2 separate regions of the Sus scrofa genome follow, and region 2 is linked to region 1. A link is a contact called in public Hi-C data. All regions are on one chromosome and are shown on one strand. Each heading gives the region's core, a stretch centred on a gene start, on an enhancer-like site or on the middle of the called end of the contact. The rest is flanking DNA. Distances are from core to core; before and after follow the strand shown. Region 1 holds the start of INPP5A (type I inositol 1,4,5-trisphosphate 5-phosphatase). Region 2 holds the start of PAOX (peroxisomal N(1)-acetyl-spermine/spermidine oxidase).

What was found. A called contact is a pair of places that touch in the nucleus more often than the background predicts.
Region 2: a Hi-C map of liver shows a contact between it and region 1, with 9 times the contacts expected there. The contact joins the promoter of PAOX here to the promoter of INPP5A in region 1. A contact is called at or near these places in 1 of 5 promoter capture datasets (liver) and 1 of 47 Hi-C or Micro-C datasets (liver).

What each region holds. Positions count from the first base shown.
Region 1 is chr14:140,734,153-140,738,535 of Sscrofa11.1, forward strand. INPP5A (type I inositol 1,4,5-trisphosphate 5-phosphatase) reads left to right here and starts at 2,577. Exons shown (of 16, transcript XM_005671580.3): 1 at 2,577-2,930. The coding sequence starts at 2,856.
Region 2 is chr14:141,358,536-141,362,918 of Sscrofa11.1, forward strand. PAOX (peroxisomal N(1)-acetyl-spermine/spermidine oxidase) reads left to right here and starts at 1,974. Exons shown (of 7, transcript XR_002338879.1): 1 at 1,974-2,256; 2 at 2,764-3,250; 3 at 3,962-4,161.

The DNA of each region.
Region 1 (4,383 bases), core at 1,327-3,826:
GGCTGCCTCCACCTCCCGCCTCGGCCCCCAAACACCGGGCTTGAGTCCCGATGCCAGGTGCCCCAGGCCTCTCCTGGAGCCAGGTGAGCGGGCTTTGCGGAACTTTTTGGGGAAAAGGCAGCAAACGTGGGACAACGTCGCAAAGGTAAAGAAGATGGAGCAGAAGCGATTTGAGGAGCGTGGCCTCTGACCCGGGTGGTGTCAGCGTTCCAGGTCTCTGCAAGTAGGGCGGCCCTGGCCCCAGGCGCAGCGATGGCTCCGGCCTGTCATTAAGTCATGCGACTCATGATGTGATACACGTCCTTGTGTCTCTGGGACGGGCTGTGCCCGTGGGGGGAGAGGGGAGGCAGAGGGAAAGGTGAGAGGGTGATATGAGGGGGACCCATGGGCGTGGTCGGGGGCGGGGTCTGATGGGGGCAGGGGCGTGTAAGAAGTCTGCTGAGCCAGAAGAAGCAGGACAAGTCAACCTCTGGGGCACAAACGCAGCTGCCACGGCCACGGGCTCACGAGACAGATGTGGGTGCTGTGGAACATGAGCCACGGAGGCAGGGGCGAGGCGGCTCCTCCCAGGGCAGCAGCCAGGCTGGCCATCCTGTGAGGATGGCCCCTGTGGGCTGTGGGCACCAAGTTCAGTGTGAAAGGCCTGGAAGAGCGTGGCCCAGTGGCCCTGGGGGCAAAGGCTGGTTTATTTCAAGGAGTGGGTTTGCAGCAAAGGGACTGGATAGATGGTAGAAAAAGGTGGGTCTTAGAGTTGATGGCACAACCCCAAGGCGGTGGCCAGATGGAGGCACAGATGCTGGTGGGCCCGCTAACACAGCGGGAAGGACTGCACTTCCTTCCCAGGGAAGGGTGTGGCACCTGCCAGGGACGGGTGGCCTGTGGGTGACCCCCTACCTGGGGAAGAGGTGAGTGACATCGTGGAGCCGTGAATGTGCATTTTCAGAAGCCACGAGGCCAGGTGCTCAGGGAGGACAAGCCTGCGATCCCCTGCTGCCGGGGGCAGGGGACTGGGAGTTCCTCCAACATAGATAGTCTCAGAGTAAGTGAGTGTGTGTGTGTGTGTGTGTGTGCACGCACCTGTGTGCAGGTGCGCATGTGGGCAAGGGTGTTTCGGGGCCATGATGGGCTGGGGAGAAGGGCCAGAGACAGCCTGAGTGGAGGTGAGGACACAACATCACTTCTTAGGAAACAGGTTCCAGGCATCAGTGACCCACATTTGGCTCCTGCTAAGGTACCCTTGGCAGGTGCTGCGTTTCTAACAAAGTAAAACAAGACATGCCCTGCCGGGTAAGAGAGAGAGCCACACGGGCTGGCGGCCTAAACATCCGAGATTTATTTCTGACACTGGGGAGGCTGGAAGGCAGAGATCCTGTTCTGAAGGGCTCTGCTTCTGGGAGAGCGCCTCTCCCTGGCTTGTGGGTGGCCACCTTCTTGCTCTGGGGTCACAGGCCCTCTTTTTTGTCTTCGGTTCTGGGTGGGAGGTTGTGGGGGGACAGGAAGTGCTCTGGGTCTTTCCTTAAAAGGAGGCTGATGCTGCTGGAAAAGGGCCCCACCCTTATGAGCTCACTGAACCTGAATGTATCTCCTCAGAGCCTCTCTCCTCACATGTGGCCACAATGAAGCTGGGCCTCAACCTAAGAATTCTGGAGGACATATTCGGTCCAAGGCGACAGCTGGTTTCAAGTGAAGTGGGTTCCGGCTGGCAGGCTAAGCGGTCGCTTAGGCAGGGTCCGGACCCGACGGGTCAGCACGCGGAGGTGACGCCTTCCCTGGCAGGCTCCGCAGCGCACAGAGCCTGCGCCCCCTCGGCCCCGGCCGGCGGTGCGTGTCGCCGCACGCACATCTCCTGCGAGAGCAAGCGCGGGCAGGGCTGGTCCTCCGCGGACCCTGCGCATCCCGGCGCTGCGGGAGGGCGGTCCGAGCGCGAGATGCGCCTGGAGAGCCTCGTGAACCGTCCTGGACGCGTGGTCCCTGCTACCTGCATCGAGTGGGTGGACAGAACCTAGAGCCAGTAGTTGGCGGCTACTTGTCCCCTTTCGGGGCAGCGTCGGCACATCTCCCGTCCCCAGCAGCCATTTCATTTCCGCCGACTTCCAGGCGCGGAGGGCAGGCACAGACCCCAGCGTGCCTGCTGCCCTGAGCCCTCCGGTCCGGCGGCCCGGCGCGGGTCACACAGGGCCACGCGATCCCACCGCAACCCCTGCGGGAAAGCAAGGGGGTCCAGCCCCAGCAGAGCGCGGCCCCTTTAAGACGCGACCGAGGCGCCGGGCCTTGCCGTCAAAGGGCTGCGGGAAGAGTCAGTGCGCAGCCGCGGCACGGGGCGAGGCGGGGCGGGCGCTGACTGATGGGAACGTGGCCCAGAGGCCGGGGTCGACGCAAGAGCATCCCCCGCAGGCCCCGCCCCTCAGGCCTGGCCCCGCTTCCGCCCTCCACGCCCCTCCCCACCGTCCCCGCCCCTCGAGGCCCCACCCCTCCCCTGCCCCGCCCAGCCCGCCCCGCCTTCTGCAGGCCCCGCCTCCGCTCGGCCTCGCCCCGCCCCGCTCGCCCCGCCCCCGGCCCGGGCGGGCCTCGCCTCAGCGATCGGCGGCGGCGGCGGCGGCGGCGGCAGCGCTGCGGGAGCTCCGGCGGCCGCGATCCTAATGGCTGCGCGCGGGCCGCGGTGAGCGCCGGCGGAGAGCGACGGGCGTGGGGCCGCGGAGAGCGAGAGCGAGCGCGGCCGGACCCCGGCCAGGCCCGGCCTGACCGGCCGAACCCGCGATGCGCCCCGGGGCCGCCCCCTGGCGCAGCTGACGCCGCGGCCCGCGGAGACCCCGGCTGGCCGGCCCCGAGGAGCGGCCGCCCCGGCCCAGGCCGCGATGGCGGGGAAAGCGGCCGCCCCGGGCACCGCGGTGCTGCTGGTCACGGCCAACGTGGGCTCGCTCTTCGACGACGTAAGTGCGCTGCCGGACCCCGGACCCCGGATCCCGGACCCCGGACCCTGAGCCCCGGGGACTCCGGACCTGAAGAGTCCTGGGACCCGGGGCCTGGGCCTGAGCCCTGGGACCCTGGGACCCAGACACCTAGTCCTTTGCCCTGGGACCCCGGACCCACCCCTGACCCCCGGCCCTGAGCCCCTGCCTTCAAACTCCGTAGGTTGAACACAGAGCCCAGCCCCTGAACCCGGGTCCCTAAAATCCAATTCTAATCTCTGTCCAAGGTCCCCAAATCCTGACCCCAGACCCCCGGTCCCAGGGCCCCTTACCCTGAACCTGGCCCCAACCCTGGTAGGGAATCCTGACCCAGAACCTGGGCCCTGGACACAACCCCCAGCCCTTGTCTCCCCGATCCCAGCCGCTGATTCTGGCCTCTGACTCCGGCCCCTCCAGGGCCCCGGCTCTTGCCCCGGCCCTGCCTGCCGACTGTGGCTGCTGGGAGGTGTGGGCGCCCTCATTTCACCTTGTAACTTAGTATTTCTCTAGTTCTGGAACAAGGGGCTTCTGTTGAAAGCCCTGCGGACTTTGTTTCTTGTTTATTAAAGAGAAAGATGCAGAAGCTTTCCAAGGCCAGAAAAAGGATGCTGACGGTCCAAGGCCTCTGCTCTCTGGAGCCTCCCGCCCCGGCGGCCGGGGCCCTGGGGAAGAGAGTCCACCGGGGCCCGGTGCTCCCCGGGTTCCCCAGGCAGGCCGAGCCTGACCTAGTTCGGCATTGCAGCCACGGTGCCTCCCCGCTGTTGGTACTCACACTGCCAACCCAAATAAAGCACAATGCGGCTCCAAGTGGTGTGCTTGTTTCAGAAAAAAGGATGATGGCCCAGATGGGCCTGAGGCAGCCTGGCACTGCCCCCCCCCAGGTGAGCAGTGGGGGCGGCCACCTAGACCACCGTGCAAGCTGACTTTCCTGCCTCTGCTGAGCCTTCCTCTGCTGGCAGTGAGCAGGGTGAGGTGTTTCTGTAGCCTGAGTTCGTGCTCGGGTGAGGTGTGATTTTATCAATCAAGGGTAGGAGCTCTTTTTGTGTTTCCCTTGTTTTAACTTCCAGGAGCCATGTCTTCGACGTCCCTGCGGAAGGCGAACGGCTTGCCCTCTGACTCTGTCATGGGCAGGACAACTTTACCTAGTTTTGTGTTTGATCATTTTCTACAGAAGTGCCCCGTATGGGTGTGTGTCTGTATTTAGCATTCTATTCTCGGCTTTCCAGTAACATCCACTATAACAGGGTTTTATTCAGATGATTCAGATCCGTTAGCTGTGGCTTCAAAGCCTCAGAAATGTCAGGAAAATTAAGCACGGTGGGGCATTTTAGTCTCAAAGGGAAAAGAATTTTGCTGTGCAAACGTTCTTTGCAATAGTCTTTGATTGCCCGTTCTGGCATTTTTGTTGTGTTTCCACTGTATACACACACTTCTC
Region 2 (4,383 bases), core at 724-3,223, 620 kb after region 1:
CTAGGCAGGGGCCCAGCGCCTCAGGGACTGTGACTCACATCCCATTGAGTGGGGACGCTCTCCTGGAAGCAAGACGAGCCCCCTTCTCGTCTCTAAAAAGAAATATTTGTACAAGAAGAAAGGGCTCCTGGAAATTAACACTATGCAGCGGACACAAAAGCTTCAGTGGAAACAATCCTACGGAAGCAGAGCAGAAAGGTGCAGATGGAAAGGAGGAGAGAGCAGCCGAAGCGTTCTAGGGCCCGGCTCAAAGTCTGAGAGCCTAAATTAAGGACTTTAGAGAGAGCTAACTGCAGCCATTAGGGAGTCTGCTCGGGGACCCATGAGTCATCAGTAGAAACGATTGTTGAGTGAGACAACCACTGAAATCCTTTGCCAGGACTGAAGGACAGGAGTTTCCAGACTGGGGGCCTTTTGAGTGCCCAACGCAGGAAATACAACTGGGGGCACATGCAGGCCCCGTGGCGTGAGATTTCAGGAGAAGATCTTAAAGGCCTCCACTGCTGGTAAAGCGTTAGAAAGTGGAACGGCCGTGGACTTCTCCCACTCCTAGGAGGGAGCAGTGCCTTCAGAGTCTGAAGGAAGCCTTCTGGCTTAGAATTCCATACCCAGGCAAACGACAAATCAAGGGTGAGGGCAAAGTGAAGACATTTTCAGCTTTGCAAAAATATTTTAAATAAAAAGTGATCTCCCAGACACCTCTGTCAGCTTCACCAAGTGAGTGAATACAAAAATACATGGATGATGAGAGAGGGAGAAAACGGAGGAAGAGCCCAGACAGAAAATCCACCTGCCCAGTCTGGGGCTAACTCCCCACCTGCCCAGCCCCACTGAGAAAGGTGGCCACGCAAAGTCCATGGGAGAACCTCCTTGGATCAGAGCGGCGGGGCCCCAGCTGTGGCTGTGGAGGGTTCATAGGGACGTCTGACCACACTCCGGCTGCAGAAGCAGGAGCTTTTTAATCCCTGCCAGGCGGTACAGGAGAACTCCCTGAACCAGAGCTACCCAGAAACGCCTACAGGCTTGAATGTGTCTCCTTTTCCTGGGGCCAGAGGAGAGAGGGACATGAGACTCATTTTTCCATTTATCCTTTATTTTGAATTCGTATTTTATTTATTTACTTTTTATGGTCACACCCACAGCACAGGGAAGTTCTCTGGTCAGGGATAAGTCCGCACCTTGCCAGCCACCTGAGCCACGGTAGCTGGTTCTTAACTCACTACAACCACAGCAGGAACTCCTTGAGCTTTTGACCTTTAATATGTGTTATACCTTTTAAAATGTGTACACAGACACACAGACCACCCCCCCACACACACACACCAGTGCCGTGGCCTGGAGGCTCTCTCCCCAGCCCGCCCTGACATCTTAGTACCCACCGGGCCCGCGCTCGGACTTCGGTCGCGCGCACCACCGGGTTCAGACGTGAAGGCGCAGGATGGAGGCCTCCTTTGGAAGGAGACATGAGTCGCCTCGCTACCCGGCCGCCCCATTGTCCCTCGGTGGGATGCTGGTCCACACCGTTGGGCAGCAGGGGTTACAAAACTGATCCCTCCACGCTCGCCCTCTCCTTCTCGGACGGCCCTCCACCACCTAACCAGGCACTGGGCCAGACCTCCAGGGACAGCCCCTGGCCGAGCCGCAGGTGTAAGCCGAGTGGGGAGGATCGGGAGCCTGGCCTTCCCGGGGCTCCTAGCCCCACCTTTGGCCCCGCCGTCCGCCCCGCCCCTAATCCCTTTCCTCCTCTGGCTCCGCCCCGCAGCCCTAAACTCCAATTCGCGACCGGCCTTCCGCCCGGCCTCGCGCCCTCTTCCACCTCGGGCCCCGCCCCGAGTCCAGTTCCTCCTCTGGCCCCGCCTCGCGCCCGTAGCTCCACCCGCAGCCCCGCCTTCCTACCCGCCCCGCGCCCTAGCTCCACCTCCAGCCCCGCCTTCCGCCCCAGCCGCGCGCCCCACCCACTTCTGGCCCCGCCCTGCGCTCCCGCCCCGCGTCCTCCGCCCGCCTCACGTGTCTTCCCTGCTCCCGGCACGTCGGAGCGGCTGGGCAGCGCGGGAACTCCCCGGGACGGCGCGATGGAGTCGAGTGGCCATCAGGCAGAGGCCCCAGGCCGCGGTCCGCGGGTGTTGGTGGTGGGCGGCGGCATCGCCGGGCTGGGAGCGGCGCAGAGGCTCTGCTGCTGCTCCGCCTTGCCGTCCCTGCGGGTTCTGGAGGCCACAGCCCGTGCCGGTGGCCGCATCCGCTCGGAGCGCAGCTTCGGTAACAGCCTGCCCCGGAGCTCCTTCCCGGAACTCCTTCCCGGAACCCCTTCCCGGAACCCACTCGGTGCTGCGGGAGCTCTGCCGTCTCCTGGCTGGGCCTGCTTCCAGGGTTATGCGACCCGGAACCGTTATCTAGCCCCGTGATGGAATCCTCGCCGCGCCTCCCTTAATTAGCCAAAGTTCAGTGGTCCCGAAACTCAGCTGCCGTCATTGAGCAGGGGCGAACGGGGCCCAGGGCTCTACGCAGTTACTCTGGTTCTGTCCCTGCAGGGAGCTCCCCCTGTGGCCTTCCTTCCCCCATAGGCACTACCTCCAGGTGTTCTCCCAAGGCAGGTGCAGGCCAGCCCCTACCTCTTGGGGGTCTGCCTGGAGAGTCCGTTGTCCTTAGGGACCGTGTGGCCCTTTGGCTGATTTTCAGAGCATGTTGGGAAGGGCAGAGCTGGTGTGGTACTTGAGAAGGGCTGGGGGAGGGAGCCTCGAGGTGGCATCTCTTGCCCTCTCCCAGGTGGTGTGGTGGAGGTAGGTGCTCACTGGATCCATGGGCCCTCCCAGAGCAACCCCGTCTTCCAGCTGGCTGCCAGGTATGGGCTGCTGGGGGAGAAGGAGTTGTCCGAGGAGAACCAGCTGGTGGAGACCGGGGGTCACGTGGGCCTGCCCTCTGTGACCTACACCAGCTCCGGGGGAAGCGTGAGCCTTGAGCTGGTGGCGGAGATGTCCAGTCTGTTCTACAGCCTCATAGACCAGACCAGGGAGTTCCTGCACTCGGCCGAGGCCCCGGCGCCCAGCGTTGGGGAGTACCTCAAGAAGCAGATCCGGGAGCACGTGGCCAGCTGGGCAGAGGGTGAGGGGACCAAGATGCTCAAGCTGGCCATCCTGAACAACCTCTTCAACGTGGAGTGCTGTGTCAGTGGTACCCACAGCATGGACCTGGTGGCCCTCGCGCCTTTTGGAGAGTACACAGTGCTGCCTGGGCTGGACTGCACCTTTCCTGGGTATGTGCAGGCTCCACGCACCTGGACAGCCCTCCACGCCCCCAGGGCCCCCCTCCCTGTAACTCAGTCAGTCTTTGGGTAGAAGGGGCTGGGTGGGAAGTACAGGGAGCTGTTTGTCTTCCTGTTTCAGAGATTGGTCATTTATGTCCCTGTTTTGCTGATTCATGAAAAAGAAACTTATTTTCAAGAAAAAATGGGTAAAAGAAGGAAACATATCTTGGAATCTTCTGGTGCTTTGTCCTCCCACGTTTAGGTGGCCTCCTGCGTGCGTGTAAGCGCTGTGTGGAGGCTTCAGCCTCAGGCAGGCGGTGTCGGGGGAGCTGCTCCCCCACCAGCACTCACAAGACTCTCCAGGACTGTCCTGCTGGACTTACTCTGGTGCCACCTCTGGGCCTGTGGCCCCAAGGCTCCTGCACAGGGGCTGAGGGTGGGCACGGTGACTCAGTCGACCCAGACCTGGGGCCCAGGCCAGCCGAGGAGGGACCTGTTCTCCACCGTGACCCGGCCCGCTTTGCATCCCTTCGCCCACTTGACCCTCTGGGGGACCTGGAGGCGCGAGACCCCTCTCTCCCTGCCCCCCTCCGGGGCTGAGCCGAGCCCTCGGGCCGCGCCAGAGCCCCTGCAGCTCTGACCTGGTGTGAGCTTGGAGGGCTTGTTGCAGAGACTCATCTCCAGGCCTGGTCCTAAGCAGGCCACACCTCTCTCTCCCAGGGGCTACCAAGGACTCACGGACCGCATGGCGGCCTCCTTGCCCACGGACGTGATGGTTTTCGACAAGCCCGTGAAGACCATTCGCTGGAACGGGTCCTTCCAGGAAGCCTCTGCTCCTGGGGAGGCGTTTCCAGTGCTGGTGGAGTGTGAGGATGGAGGCTGCTTCCCAGCGCATCACGTCATCGTCACTGTGCCCTTGGGTAAAGCCCCCCCTGCCCGGCAGCGTCCTCCAGTTCCCGTCCCAGGGCCCCCCTCTGGCTTTCTCCAGGCTCTCTGGCTCTGGGGCGTTTTGTAAACCCATGTTTTCATTCTGAATTTTGGGTGGAGTTCCTCTGTTGTGCTTTGTAGCAGTCGAGTGCTTTGGAATTCCGTCTCACAAAGAAAACGCGGATCAGTGGGTGTCTTGCTCTTTTTGGAGGTAG